Regions from separate parts of the Sus scrofa genome. Here region 1 is linked to region 2. Evidence: chromatin contacts called from public Hi-C data. All regions are on one chromosome and are shown on one strand. The core of a region is the stretch at or near the end of the contact, and the rest is flanking DNA. Distances in the headings are between cores, read along the strand shown. Region 1 overlaps RNF216 (E3 ubiquitin-protein ligase RNF216). Region 2 holds the start of LOC110260072 (bcl-2-binding component 3-like).

Region 1 (6,553 bases), core at 161-2,660, 200 kb after region 2:
ACCTGAGGACATCGCTGCTTAATGATAATGATAGGAACCCGCCAGTCAAAGAGCAGTCTTTGGAGACACCTGAGGAAGTAGCTGCTCCTGCCGCTTTCAGCCAGCTGTATGTCTGGTGGGGCACTGAAGAAGTGTTGTTTTTGTTTTTGTTTTTTTTGCTTCTTAGGGCCGCACCCATGGCATATGGAAGTTCCTAGGTTAGGGGTCAAATCAGAGCTACAGCTGCCCACCTACGCCTACACCACAGCAACACAGGATCTGAGCTGTGCCTGCAACCTACACCACAGCTCACGGCAACGACGAATCCTTAAACCACTGAGCGAGGCCAGGGATCGAACCTGCATCCTCATGGATCCTAGTTGGCTTTGTTAACTGCTGAGCCACACTCAAGAAGTGTGTTTTTATTTTTCAATTTTTTTTAAGCTGTGCCCATGGCATGTAGGAGTTCCCGGGCCAGGGACTGAAGCTATGCCACGGCAGTGACCCGAGACACAGCAGTGACAATGCTGTATTCTTAACCGCTAGGCTACCAGGGAACTCCAAGAAGTGCGTTTTTAGGTTCCCATTAGATGTACAAGTGTGAGCCTTCCACACCAGAACCAAGGATCAGTCCTGGGTCCTTCAACCAGCCCATGGGCTTTGCCTTGTAAATACTTGCCACTAACTCCCCAAAGGCGGCTGGGACTATGATGCATGAAGACCTGCTGGTGACAGTATGTGAGATCATGGCCGGCATCACCTCCGCTCCAGGTCCCAGTTCTGCTGCAGAGACGGATACCGGTAGCGGAGACGAGTGCTGAGTGCTGCGCTGAAGGGAATGCTAACACCCTCAATTTCCTCCTTCAACAAACACCTCCTAGGAGCCCGCCATGCCCACCAGGCACTATTCTCTGCAAAGGGTCAGTGAACCAGTGAAGTCCCCGCCCTCCTAGAGTCTACATTTTGGGCGGGTGGGAGTGGCTGGACCACCGAATAGGAATGTGCTCTGGGAAGACAGGCAGCAGCCAGGGGAAGTGAAGCGTGGTGAGAGGACGGGGCGGGGGGGCCTGCGGGAGGGACGGCCCCTGCAGAGCTGAAGGGTATCTGGTAGAGCAGTGGGAGCAGGATGGAGCAGGAGAGAAGCTCAGAGAAGCGGCTGTCCCAGGCCTCCCAGCCAGTCCCAAGCCGGCACTCAGGGCCAGCGGGGTTGGCCTCCTGCCGGTGCTGCATGTCCGACACCCTCAACCTCACAAAGCTCTGCTGGACGTCCCCTCGCTGCTGGCAACACCTCCTCATCAGCTCTCATTTCAAATACTGGGGGCTCTGGGAAACCTGAATGACCCGGGCCAAAGCTGGCACTCCTTCCCTGGACTCCTAGAGCACTTGGCTGCGATTCCATTCCAGCGCTTTTAATAGTGTCTCGTAATTATCGGATGACATCACCTCTCCAAGGAGCCAAGCACTCCTTGCAGGCACTACGCCTGCTGATGGCTACAGACTTGGAATGGAGGGTTCAATTCATCTATTCAAAAAATGCTCTCCTTTGAGCGTCTGTTTTGCGCCACATGCGGACACACTGGTGAGTAAGTCAGTCCTGATTGAGAAGAGGTTACAATCTTTCGCACTATGTCTCAGGTATCGCTGGATTTCTAGGGCCTGACACACACAAGGGCTGCATGTACGAGAAACTGCAGAGAGATGAAGGCTGGCAAGAAAAAGCACATTCCTCTCCATACAGAGAGTTTCAGCCCCACCCCGACTCCTGGGACGTCTGCATTTTACACGGGAAGAGGGCTTGTGGAGCCTCGAAGTAAAGTGACCCCCCTTTCCCAAAAGAACATCAGCTTCTCCCTATCAAATCTTCGTATTTATAATTATACAAAAATATAATGAGAAGAGTAAGTTACATATATATAAAAGATAGTTTCAGGACACTTCATTAGCGTTTGTGCCTTTAGGATAGAGGCGTACACTTTTTTCATTGGGTTCCTTTCTTTGCTCCCTAATCCCCTCCCCCAACCTAATGCACAAAACTTATAGATCTGTTATTACCAATAAGCTAATGGCCGAATGCTTACATATGGTGCTGAGACAGTACTGCTTATATTTTGCTGATTTTCTTCTACAGTGTTAATATGTGGAAACTGATCTCTCTTCATTTCCGATGAAGGGGGCCTTACAAACTGTGGTGCCTGTGAGAACCTCTAGTTTAGAGGGGTCGGGACCAAAAAATCTGCAGTCAGCCTGATTCACTCCTTCCCCCGTCCGGGGGCTCTGGAAGGTCAGTTACCACTTGAGGTCAGATCACAGGTTCCTCCTGACTCCCCTACCCCTAAGAAGACAAGTCCAGCCTGTCTGGGTCCACATTTCTTAAAGGACAAACAAAATTCAAACATTAATCTTTTAAGGATGTCTTGTAATTACTGGATTACACCACATCTCTCAAGAAGCTGAGCTCTCCCTGCAGGGGTTTTCTCTCTTTCCTTCAGAGTAAACAATCTCTCTGAAGCAGAAAAACCTTTGGGTTCTAAATGGAGAAATCTGGAGTACCTGCTGTGGTGCAGTGGGTTGAGGACCTGGTGCTGTCTCTGTGGCTGCATGGGTTTGAGCCCCCTACCACCACCACCCCGATGCAGTGGGTCAAGGATCAGGAGTTGCTGCCACTGTGGCAAAGGTCACAGCTGTGGCTCAGATTTGATCCCTGGCCCAGGAACTTCCATATGCCGCAGGTGCAGCCGTGAAAGAAAAAAAAAAATGTAGAAATTCAAATCTGGGTGTGGCTAGGCACATTACTGAGGAATGGACTTCTTTAGAGAAGATTCTACACCGTTCTTATTTTTTGATGGTGTCACACACACAATTATGGGGATTTTAAGAAATATGTGCACTGGATGCGCACCTTACTGTTTTTTATTCACAGAAGCAGATTTTGAAAAAAGAAATCTCAACGTCTTACTCCTGTCGATTAGAAAGAAGCCCAGCCCTCTTTTCCTTTCGATCCAACAGGATTAGGTGACAAATCAGAATAGGCGGCTCATAAATTTGGTTTCTGCGCTAATGCTGCCCCCTAGGGATAGAAAGCTATAAAGGCACTGGAGACTTCCGCAGCCTGGGAGAGGAATGCTTGAGAAATACTGACTGGGAAAGGCAGAGAGCCAGTTAGTTACATCATGGCCACAGCTGCCTGCTTTTTACTATGCTATGGGGACCAGGACTTCTAAGACAGAGTGGGCAGTAAATGTTTCCCTGGAATAAACATAAGTTCAATTTTACTTTTGTCAGGATAACCACAAAAATACCAGTTCACTTACAGTAGTTATTATTCAAATATGGATGACTTTCTCTAGAATGTCCACTTACCAGAACCACTGGACTACATCAACAACATCCAGGGCAATGCCAGGAGGTGGACATTAATATACTCTGACTACTGCTCTGGCGAACAGCAGATAAAATGAACAAATGCAAACCTCCCACCTTCTCCGAAGTTACTAGGGGTGGAGGGAAAGGTCACCATAAGTTAGACAAGATGACAGGTGCGGAGGAGAAGAATACAGGGAGGGAGAATGCTGGTGCTGGGTTGTAGAGAAGGAAATGGTTCATAATTTTAAAGTGGGTGGTTGGAGAAGGCCTCTAGGAAAAGGTGTATTTAAGCGAAGACATAAGAAAAATAAGAAAGTAAGCTTTGTGATGTCTGGGGAAAGAATTCCAGGCCACAGGAACAGCAAGGAGGGAGTGGAGAGGCCAGGAAGCTGAAAGGAGCGAGGGATATGTGGGGCGGGGAAGGGAATGATACAGTCGTAGGCAGGTCCTGGAGTAGACAGGTTAAAGAGGATTCTCTCACGGCCTTGAGTGAGTTAAGTCCCAAAGAACCCCCTCTGCTGGCTCCCCTTTCCTGGAGAGCTCGTAGGCCTCTGAGCCCCACGTCCACAAGGGCTCTGGGCCTCTCCTGCTTCCTGCTGTGGCCACAGCCTGGAAAGGAGGGGACGGCAGAGGCGGTGACTAAGTCTCGCCCAAAGGGGTTTGCCCACAGAAGACGCTCAGCACAACGCAAGTTTGTGGAACCACTTAGAGCTATGATTTTTTAAACTATGGGTCGCAACCCATTAGTGGGTTATGAAGACGATGACGTCAGTGGATTTTTCTTCTTTTTCAATTGAATCTGAGCTGGACCTGTGACCTATGCCACAGCCGCAGCAATGCTGGATCCTTAACCCACTATGCCGGGCTGGGGATTTGGTTTGGGCCAGTGTGAAAAAATTCAGCTTCTGGACCAGGAATTCAGAAAAAACTCTTTGCCCTGGTACTCATTTCCCGTGTCCAGAAAGATCACTGGGGCTGCTAATAGAAGATGCAGATTCTAATGCGGTGGTCCTGGTGGGCCCAGGAACCTGCACAGGGACCAGCTTCTTGGGACACTCTGCTAACAGCTGGCTTCCGGACTGTGCTTTGCGAAACCCTGCCCAGATCCCAGCACTGCCTCCTTGCGACGCCTGGCCTTGGTGGCTTTCCTCCAGGACAAGCATGGCTACTCTTCAAGAGTAAATAAATGCTCATTAACGTCCCTTACCCAGTAGGCTGCCCAGTGTCCTGAGCCTTTCTGAGAAGACGCATGCATACCTCTGCTGCTCTTTTCTTCTTTGCCAAAGTTAGAAAAAAACGTCTTCCGAACATACTATCTACCAGTATCTGAGCCCAGTCTCATGATACACTGTGAGCGAGCAAAGCGGGAAAGCTAGGTCCTGCTGTGCAGCCCTCCCGGGGTCTGGTCTGGAAACAGGCTGGGATTTTCCAGCTGGGTCTTCAACAGGCTGACCAGGCGGCGGAGGAGCCATTCACGCCTGAGCACAGTAGGAAGGAAGAGGCAGAGATCTCGGGCACAGGTTGTTCAGGGGCAGTGCGGCTCCCACCCAAGTGGAATGCAGTTTCAGGGGGCATTCTGTACAGCTGGCCGTGGTCAGGACTTTGGGCTCACAATACCCCTCGGTGGACACTGAGTAGGATGGCTCATAGAAGTCTCTGACCTAGGCTTCCTCAGAGCGGAAGTTTCTAAACAAGGAGAGCCTGGCGGACACTCACAGTAGCCTGTTTCTCCAGGAGGCCGCCTGTCTGCTCCTTGGGCCTGTGCCCCACCCCCACAGGCGGTTTACACCCTAGTGGAAGAGCCCAGCAGGCAAATTACTATAACAAAATGGGAAATCGCCCCCAAAGAGGTTGGAACTAAAAACCGTGCGGCAAGGGTTAATGAGGCTCTCTGGGAAAGGGAGGCATTACTAGAAACCGCTCTCTCACGTGTAAAAGCTAATGGAAGTAAATGTAGGCAAATACCTACGGGTTCTTTGGTTAGGAAAGAGTTTCTTTTTTTCTTTTTCTTTTCTTTTTGGGGCCTCACCCGTGGCACATGGAAGTTCCCAGGCCAGGGGTCGAATTGGAGCTGCAGCTGCCGGCCTCCACCACAGCCACAGCCACACGGGATCTGAGCTGCGTCTGTGATCTACTCCACAGGTCACGGCAACGCTAGATCCCTAACCCACTGAGCGAGGCCATGGATCAGACCGTGTCCTCATGGGTTCTAGTCGGATTCTTTACTGCTGAGCCATGACGGGAACTCCAGCAAAGGGTTTCTTAAACAAGTCCCCCAAAGCACACACTAAGAAGAAAAACAAATGAACTGAGTAGTTCCATGCTAAGGAGGACCCCACCGCCAGGGCAACGGATGAGAGGCTGACTAGAGGAGATCCGGAACACTTAAAACTGCACCGAGACTGGAGTTCCCCTCGTGGCTCAGGGGTTAATGAACCTGACGAAGATCCATGAGGATGTGGGTTCGATCCCCGGCCTTGCTCAGTGGGGTAAGGATCTGGCGTTGCCGTGAGCTGTGGTGTAGGTCCCAGGCATGGCTCAGGTCCCTTGCTGCTGTGGCTGTGGTGCAGGCCGGCAGCTACAGTTCCGATTCAACCCCTAGCCTGGGAACCTCCATATACTGGGGGTGCGGCTCTAAAATAGCAAAAAAAAAAAAAAAAGAAAGAAAGAAAAAAACCAAACTGAACCAAGATTAATATCTAGAACCTAGAACGTACAGGGAATTGGTAAAAATCAGAACGTAAAAAATGAAACATCTGATAGAAAAATGGGTTAAAGAGGAGGAACAGACAAGTCACAGAGGGGAGATGTTCGACTTCAAAGTTACCAGAGACAGACGGCCGCGGGCACAGGAAAAGATGCTCACCATCGCTGATTATCAGAGAAATGAAAATAAAAACTACTATGAGGTCCCACTTCACGCCGGTCAGAGTGGCCATCATCAAACTCTACGACCAACAGAAGCAGGAGAGGGTGTGGAGAAAAGGGAACCCTCCTGCGCTGCTGGTGGGAGTGTAAATTGGTGCAACCGCTGTGCAGAACAGTATGGAGGTTCCCTAAAACACTGAAAACAGAATCACCACAAGATCCAGTAATCCCACTCCTGCACGTATACCCAGAAAAGACGAAAACTCTAATTAAAAGAGACATACGCACCCCAATGTTCATATAATACACTTATACGTGGAATCTAAAAAAAATGATACAAATA
Region 2 (7,267 bases), core at 3,179-5,678:
CGCCCAGCCCCCCGAGCTGCAGACCCCCCCCACCCCGGCCTACTCCAGCCTTCCTCCCCAACTTTCCTAAGGGTGCTTATTTTAACCTGGTTTTGGTTACAAACACCCTCTTCCTCCCTCCCTCCCTTGCTCTCTCCCATCAGGCTCCGGTTACCAGATCCGCGTTTACTTTGGAAAAATCTAAGATCGCCACATCCGAAGATACTGCCTCAAAGAGGCGAGAAGCGTTCCGTGATTTTAAAAAAGAAAAAAAAATGTTCTTTGTGTAGCTTTCTTTTAAAAGCCAGCGCTGCGGGGCATGCCCCGGCGCCCCACTTTGGGGAAGTCGAGGTGAAGCCCCCCGAAACACCCTTGCTCTGGCAGAGAAGCTGGTTTGGCCATCTGCGGGCTCCGCTGCGTTCTCCCTACTTTTCTCCCCCTCTTAAATGCAGTTAAAATGGCTGAATTCCGGCTTTTAATTAAAAACAGCCTATAATCGAAAACGTCTCGGCGTCCCTGGCTCCCCCGCCGCCTACCGGGAACCGAGGAGGGAACCGACGCCCCTCGGCCGAGCTGGGCGGGCTAGAGAAGGGCTGGGCAAGATAGAGAAGAGCTGGGGGCTCAGGTGGGCGTCCGGGGCACAGGGCCTCGCCCCCACCCCTCCCAGGGCGCCCCACTACGCCGGCCCTGACCCCCCGATTGAGTTCTCGAGAGCCGGAGAGCTGTGGGGATCCCCGGCGCAGCCCGAGGGGAAGGAGAGGTGGGGGGCCATCTGGAGAAGTTTGGAGACCACTGCGCCCGGCCAGGGGCGGTCGGGCGACCCGGCGGCGTACCTGGCGCTGCAGGGCTCCCGGCTTCGGGCTCCGGCTCCGGCGACTCTGGCGGCGGCCCCGGCTCCCGGCTCGGCTAGGCTCCCGTGCTGCCCGCCATCCCGCTGCCGCTGCTCCCCTTCGCCACCCGCAGCCGCCTCACACTTTTTGCCCGCCTTTCCTTTTTTTGGTAGAAAACCGCTCCCCAGGCCGAGCGCTCGGCGCGCCAACTCCTCCGCCCTCCCGCGGCCGGGCTCCCGCAGCCCCCGGAAAAGCCAGCTTTCCTCCCGCCGAGCTCCCCGCTTTTTAATAAAATCCAGGTAGCGCCGGTTTAAAGAATCCCAAATCTCCATATACAGCCCGGGATTGGAAAAGGTACATTACACAACCCCCCTTTCAAGTTCCTCTCGCTGGAGCTAAAAAAAAAAAAAAAAAAAAAAGGCGGGGGGGGAGGAGGAGGCTGGGGGAGGGGAGCACTCTCCAGCGAAGAAACACGCATTGTTCCCGGGTGCCCGCCTCCCCCCAAGGCCTGCCTCCGGCCGCCACCCATTGGTCGCGCGCGCCGCCAATCACGCGCATGTAAACACCTTGGCCCCCAGCCATTCCTATAAAACCAATTACGGACCTAGGGGCTCCAGCAGTTTCCAGGCTCCCCTCGGCGGGGTTGAATGATCAAAACTGGTGGTGAGAATTTTTCCGGGCCGTTTCTAGGCAGCCCTCCTCCCCCTCCACCAGCTCTGGGCCCCCCCCTTCCTCCTCCTCCCTTTTCCTCCCCCCCTCCCCAGCGTCTGGGCTGAGTGATCAAAATAGAGGAAGATGGTTGTCGCCGCAATCCAGGGCTTTGCAAGGCGCGGTTTAATGGGCCGCCTGTCAGCTTCCTGCTCGCAGGAGGAGGTGACGGGCCGAGCGGGCCGGGAAGGGCCTGGGGCCTGGCGGGCTGCTGCACCCCGCGCCCAGGCCCCCGGCTCCCCACCTCCCTTGGGGCGCGCCTTCTAGAACGCGCGGTGGAGACGCCAAAACAGACAAGGGCTGCTTTTTCCCTCTCCCCCCCCCACTTTAAAACAAAGCTGCGATTCATTCCCTCTTCCCCTGCAACGCGGTTGGGTGGGATGGGCAGGCGAGAAGGCCGTTTTCCGAGCCCGGGTCTGCGGGTTCCTCCCTGAAACGCGGTGTCAGATGGTTACTGATTAATATTTTGGAAAGGCCACGGCGGCGGGCAGCGGGTGAGTCTCTAATCTTCTAAAAGGGGTTCCTATAGAAACGCGGGCCAGGGCGCGCCCCTTTCTCGGCCCGGCTGCGGAGCTTTCACCGCGCCCCTCCCCAAAGGCTCTCTTTGCGTGGGCGCTCCCCTCCCTTTCTCTCCACCCCCCGCAAAAAAAAAAAAAATCAGAGCAGAAAAAAGGATTAGATCGGCTGAGCGCGAACTGACTCCCTCTCGATTCTGACATTTCAGCCTATTAGCATTTCTCCACGGGGCCTTCTGAAACCTATTAAAGTGTAATATTAAAAACCTCTTGGCTGGGGGCTCTCTCGCCTTCCATCCGCCGCGCCCCCTCCAGGGAGGGCGAGACCGGGAAAAAAAAAAAAAAAATCTGTTGAGCTCAGAGGAAGCAGCAGCCAAGCCCAAAAAGTGCTTGGCTGGCCGCGGCGGCCGGAGGGGGAGGGGAGTCCCAATCCCCCAGACTTTGTACTTTTATTTTGCACTTTCAGCAAAATCCTTTCTGGGCTGAGTCGCCGGGAGCTGCCCGCGGCAACCTACTTGGCCGCGGGCGCAGAGTGCGGACGCGGTCGGAGGGGCAGTCCTGGGGGCCCGCACCCTCTCTCCGCAGCCCCACAGGGACCGGTGCCCGGCTAGGCATTACCTACCCTCAGAGGGAAGCCTGGAGGGGCAGAAATCCTTGCCGATCCTGCCTCGGAGAGCAACCGCGGTGATTAGATTTTAATTAAAACAAGAGAAGCCCGCTCTTTCGCCCCGCGCTGCGGACTCAGCGTTTTGGCATCGCTTGTTCTATTTTTTTTCTTTTTTCCTCCAATCCATTTTTAAGGCAACTTTTCTGGGAGGGAGGGAAAAATGAGCTAGTTAAGCGCCAATTTTTTCTATTTTCTTTCCTCCACTTTTAGAAAAAGAAGGGGGGGTAGGCTTGGAGAGCGAACTGGGGGTGTCTAATTTAATTCCAGTATAAATTTGAGGAAAAAAGTTCAGCCTCTTGAGGGCAGTTTCAAGTTGCCCTTTCTGGAGCCTCCCGCGCTGGTTTCTAGGCTGCCCTCTTTTGGAAGCTGGAGCTCCGCGGGGGGGGGAGGGAGGAGTGTGAAGGCAAGAAAGGAACGAAAATAGCCGGAGCCGAGGGGAACGCGCGGCGGAGCGGGGCGCGCCGGTCTCAGTGGCTGCCGGGGCGGCGGGAAGCTCCCGGTGCAGCCCCGGGACGGCCGGGAGCAAAGACCGAGAGGAGAGGGGGGTTAGAGAAAGGAGGTATTGTGTCTGTGTGCCTTGGGGGAGGGGGGAGTGACTGCAAAAATAAAGTAAATGCAGTTGAGCTGCTCGAGGCTGCTGAAAGCCTAGGCAGGGGAAGGGGCCGAGCGCGGGGGCGCAGCGCGGGTGAGCGCCGAGCGTCCTTGAGTCTTAGCCAGAGGTCTTTGTAGGTTCCTAGTAAACCCTCCCACGCCCGAACCCCCATCGCTCAATATTCAGCCCCCAGACCCTGATCTCCCACTCTGTTTTCCCCGCCCCGGGATCTGGAATGTTTTTGTTTAATATAGCTCAAGGAAAAAAATAGGTGTGTTGAGAGAGTTGGGGTGGGGAATACAAAGGGCTTGTCGGGTGGAAAAAAACAAAAGCCTATTTTTATAAATGTTTAATGTTGTCACCCCTGGATGCACGAAGACGCCGTAATTGTGGCGGCGGGGTTTGTGTGCCATAAATCATTTAGTTGCTAATAAAAATTCTGCCTGTTTGCCCTGCATTTGCCAATGAAATGGCGTTTGCATTTCCAAGGGTGCGCCTAGTCTGCGTGGCAAACCGAGCCTGCATTTCATTAGGGCAGAGGTTGGGGCAGGCGAAGCCCCCTCCCCAGCCCGTACCCCGGGCCTTTGTGGGCCGCGGCCCCCTGGTGCCGCCCTCCCCGCGCACACCTGCATCCGCGCGAGCCGCTGCGCGGCCCTCCTGCCAGAGCCCGGCCGGGGCGCCGGGCCTGGGAACGCGGAGATGGCGGTGGTGGCTCCAGGTTCCCGGCTGCCTGCCGAGCGGGGCTCGCAGGACGGACACTGCCCCCCCGCCCCGCCCGGTGCTCCGAGCTGCCGCGGGTGTACGGGCGCGAGCCGGCCACGCCGCGGAGCCGCCCTGCCGGCGCCCAGCTCGTTGCCCCCCTCCCGGGCGGCGCGCGTCCCGGTGCCCGCGGTCCCCGGGTAAACAGCGGCCGGGAGCCATCTTGGGGCGGGGGACGGATCCCAGGCCGAGGGATGGGCGCAGCCCAGGCTCCTTCCACGACGCCACCGCTCGTATGGGCACTCCTAGCCGGGCTTCGGTGTCTGGGGAAACACCCTCCCCGCCCTGGTGGCCGCGCACTCGGGAGCCGCGGGCCGGGGCGCCGGGCGCGGGGCCGCTCCCCGCCGGCGGCCCGCAGTCTTCCCGGCCCCGCCGCCATCTTCCCCCTCCCCCCGTCCTTGTGTTTACTCGGCAGGATCCTTGGCCAAAAAGACTGTTGACGCAGTGTGTATCTGTGTGTGTTTTGTACTGGCGGGCGGAAAATCGGCTGAAGGGCGGGGAACCTCCTTGCAACCCAAACCTCAGTTCCGGAGAAGCCTCCCAAGCCAGCGCTGCGGTCCTGGGCCATCCTGGGCCGCCAGGGTCCAGGCTTTTTGTATGTTCGTTCCTAGGCCTCCAGCTCCGTGGACGCGGCCTGACTGACCAAATTCTTCCCTTTTGTTTTCCAACCAAAGGACAGGCCAACCTTGGACTCCGCTTTCCCGGGCTGCGCCTTTCTGGCGCGGCGGCAGTCCCCCGCGCCTCGGTCAATCCTGCCCGACTCAGGGAACCCTGGTGGCGCTGGCCGATCGGACCCGTTCTCCCCCCCCCCCGCCCCCTCCTCAGAAAAGAAACCAGCATCGTTTCCTAGCCTAGGACACCCGAACCACCTCCACCCAAACCTCCTTTGCCCGTGGAGACGGGAGTCCCCACACGCCGCCAGCCCCTCGGCGGAGGGAGCCCCGGGTGCCAGCTCGGGAAGCCGAGCGCCCCGGTCTTGCACGCGCAAGTTTCCAGGTTCCAGGTCCGGCAACCAGGGAGCTCCTGGTCCGGGTGCCTCTAAAACCCGGAGAGGCTCCGCCTGGGAAAGCCAGGCTCACCATCCCGCTTGATCGGACTGGCCCAGCCACGACTGGGCGCTGAGCCGAGGTCCGGCCAGTCCAGCTGAGATTGGTCCCCACTCGCCAGGAAGACGAAGGACGCGGCGCCAGAAAGCCGCAGGGACAGGGCGCGAGGCTCTGCCCAGACCCAAGCGCCCCGCCGCCCCTGGCAGATCGCGGCAGCTCTCGGCCCCGCCTCCGGCCCCGGCCTCTTCCCCCCGGCCGGGTCGGGTCTTCCACTCCACTGTTTGGCTCTGAAGGGACAGAGAGAGACACTCCGTGCTCAGGGGGCTGGCTGCCGCCATAAATCTCGGCGAGGGGGAGCCCTCTTTAGTGCTGCTCACACGCGGGTACTCCTGGTTGACCCCAGGTCCAGGACGGCGCCAGGTGCCCTGCTCTCCTGGTCAGGGCCTGGGAGCCCCACGACTGCACAGGGAGTCGAGCCAGAAGCTTCCCTGTTCACCAGACAGAGGGAAAAGCCTTGCCCACTCAGTGCCACCATCTTCCATACCCGCGGCCACCAGACTGAGGCGGCCTGGGCCTCATCGGATCGCTGCCTGGGGTAGGGGCACCCGGGCCGGGCACTCGCGCTCAGGAAGGCTAGGTGAGGCTGAAATGGGTGGTGGCCACCCGCTGGAGCCCAACTCCGGCTCTGCCTGCGCCATCGAGAGGCAGCGCCAGGGTCAGCGTCAGAACGGCAACTCGGAACTCCACCTGCCACCCCTCTCTGCAGACCCAGCTGTAATTCCGGGGTGACGTTCTGCCCTCGGAGCCCTCGGTGGTGCACCAGGCGCAGAGGGGGACCTTTTTCTGCTGGACCACGCTGGGTGTCTGCAGGCACCTGGCCTGGAGGCAGGGGCTTATCCGGTTCCCCATCGGGTACCAGCCCATCTTCTCCTCCGCCCAGGGATATGCTGGGCTTTTCGCTGTCTGGTCCTGGTTCGGTGCCTCGTCAGCTACCCACTTTGGCGCAAATAGGCAAACCATCCAGTCTGGCACTGGCAGCAGCTTGGTTGGGGCGATATTCTTTCTATCCGAGACCGGAGGTGTTGGGGGGGGAGCAGAGATGGCGCGTTTGCAATAATAACATTTAATGTCCCCAGCACTGTTTGTCTCTCTGCCAGGGGGTAGGGGAACAGGCCTTCACACTGGCGCCTGCCCTGAATCAGCCGAGTGAGTGGTGCACGCGATGGGGACCGTCCCCTCCGGGCAACCGCCCCTGCTCGAGACTTGGGGTGGGGACAACCTCGGAAGGGGTAGGCATTCACCCCTCCTGGGTGCCTCCCGAGAACCTCACCGTGCCAGTGACACGACTGCGGACGGGCACGTGGCAGATGTCGGAGGCGGAGGGTTTGGAAACCTCGCTCGGAAACTCTCTGCCGAGCTGTGGCTCCTTCCTCGGATTTCTAGAAGCACAATTAGAGGGACCCAGGCGGAGAATCTGAGCACTCCCCTTGGCGGCGGGAACGCAGCCTGGGAGTGGAGAGGCTGCCCAGCCGCATTCCGGCCGTGCCTCCCCCCGAGCCCGGCCCCGCGGCGCCCCAGGAAGCGCCTCCGAAAACAAAGCGCTGCGGTTTCAGCCCAAGGTTAAAGTCCACCGTGAGCTTATCCCCCCCACTCCCCCGCCCGGAATCCAAGAGCGATAGAGTTTCTCCAAATAAACTGCCAATAAATCAGCACGGGGGCCGCCTGCCCAGGAGCTTCGCTGACCTTAGGGAATGGATTTCCTGCTAGACCCGGCAGAGGACAGGCCTGGGGAGGGGGCCACAATGCCAGCAGTGCCCCCCTCCCGAGAGCAGCGGAAGAGGGATTGGCCAAGGGCAGTCGTGGGCGTTTATCTCGGTACCTGTGTACCCAGAGGGGATGGGGTGGCGGTGGTTCCTGGGGGGGGCTGGCAGTGCCCAGTTGTAGGGGGTGTTGCTGGGGGAGAGGGTTGCTTTGGGGGAAGCGGAGCGCGTGTTCGCTGAGCCCCGAGTGTCCCCACACTATTCTAGGCACTGGGGAAGAGACACGGGGGACAAGCAAGGCTTCTTTGAGGGCCGTCTTTGTCTGGGTGCGCCTGGGTGTGTTTGCAAGCGAGTTTGTGCGGCTGTGACTAATGGGATTTATGTATGTCAGTGCCAGGGTGACTAATGGAG

The links. A called contact is a pair of places that touch in the nucleus more often than the background predicts.
Region 1: a Hi-C map of skeletal muscle shows a contact between it and region 2, with 2.5 times the contacts expected there. A contact is called at or near these places in 4 of 47 Hi-C or Micro-C datasets (embryonic fibroblasts, liver and skeletal muscle) and 2 of 2 datasets of targeted methods (alveolar macrophages and skeletal muscle).

The regions. Positions count from the first base shown.
Region 1 is chr3:4,197,406-4,203,958 of Sscrofa11.1, forward strand. All of the region lies in intron 13 of RNF216 (E3 ubiquitin-protein ligase RNF216), which reads right to left. Among named protein-coding and RNA genes, the nearest start is that of FSCN1, 67 kb to the left of the region's middle.
Region 2 is chr3:3,994,980-4,002,246 of Sscrofa11.1, forward strand. It overlaps LOC110260072 (bcl-2-binding component 3-like), which reads right to left and starts at 4,429. Exons shown (of 7, transcript XM_021087964.1): 1 at 4,351-4,429; 2 at 3,867-3,976; 3 at 2,548-2,650; 4 at 813-969; 5 at 516-561. The coding sequence starts at 4,429. It overlaps TNRC18 (trinucleotide repeat-containing gene 18 protein), which reads right to left and starts at 1,219. Exons shown (of 32, transcript XM_021086041.1): 1 at 813-1,219.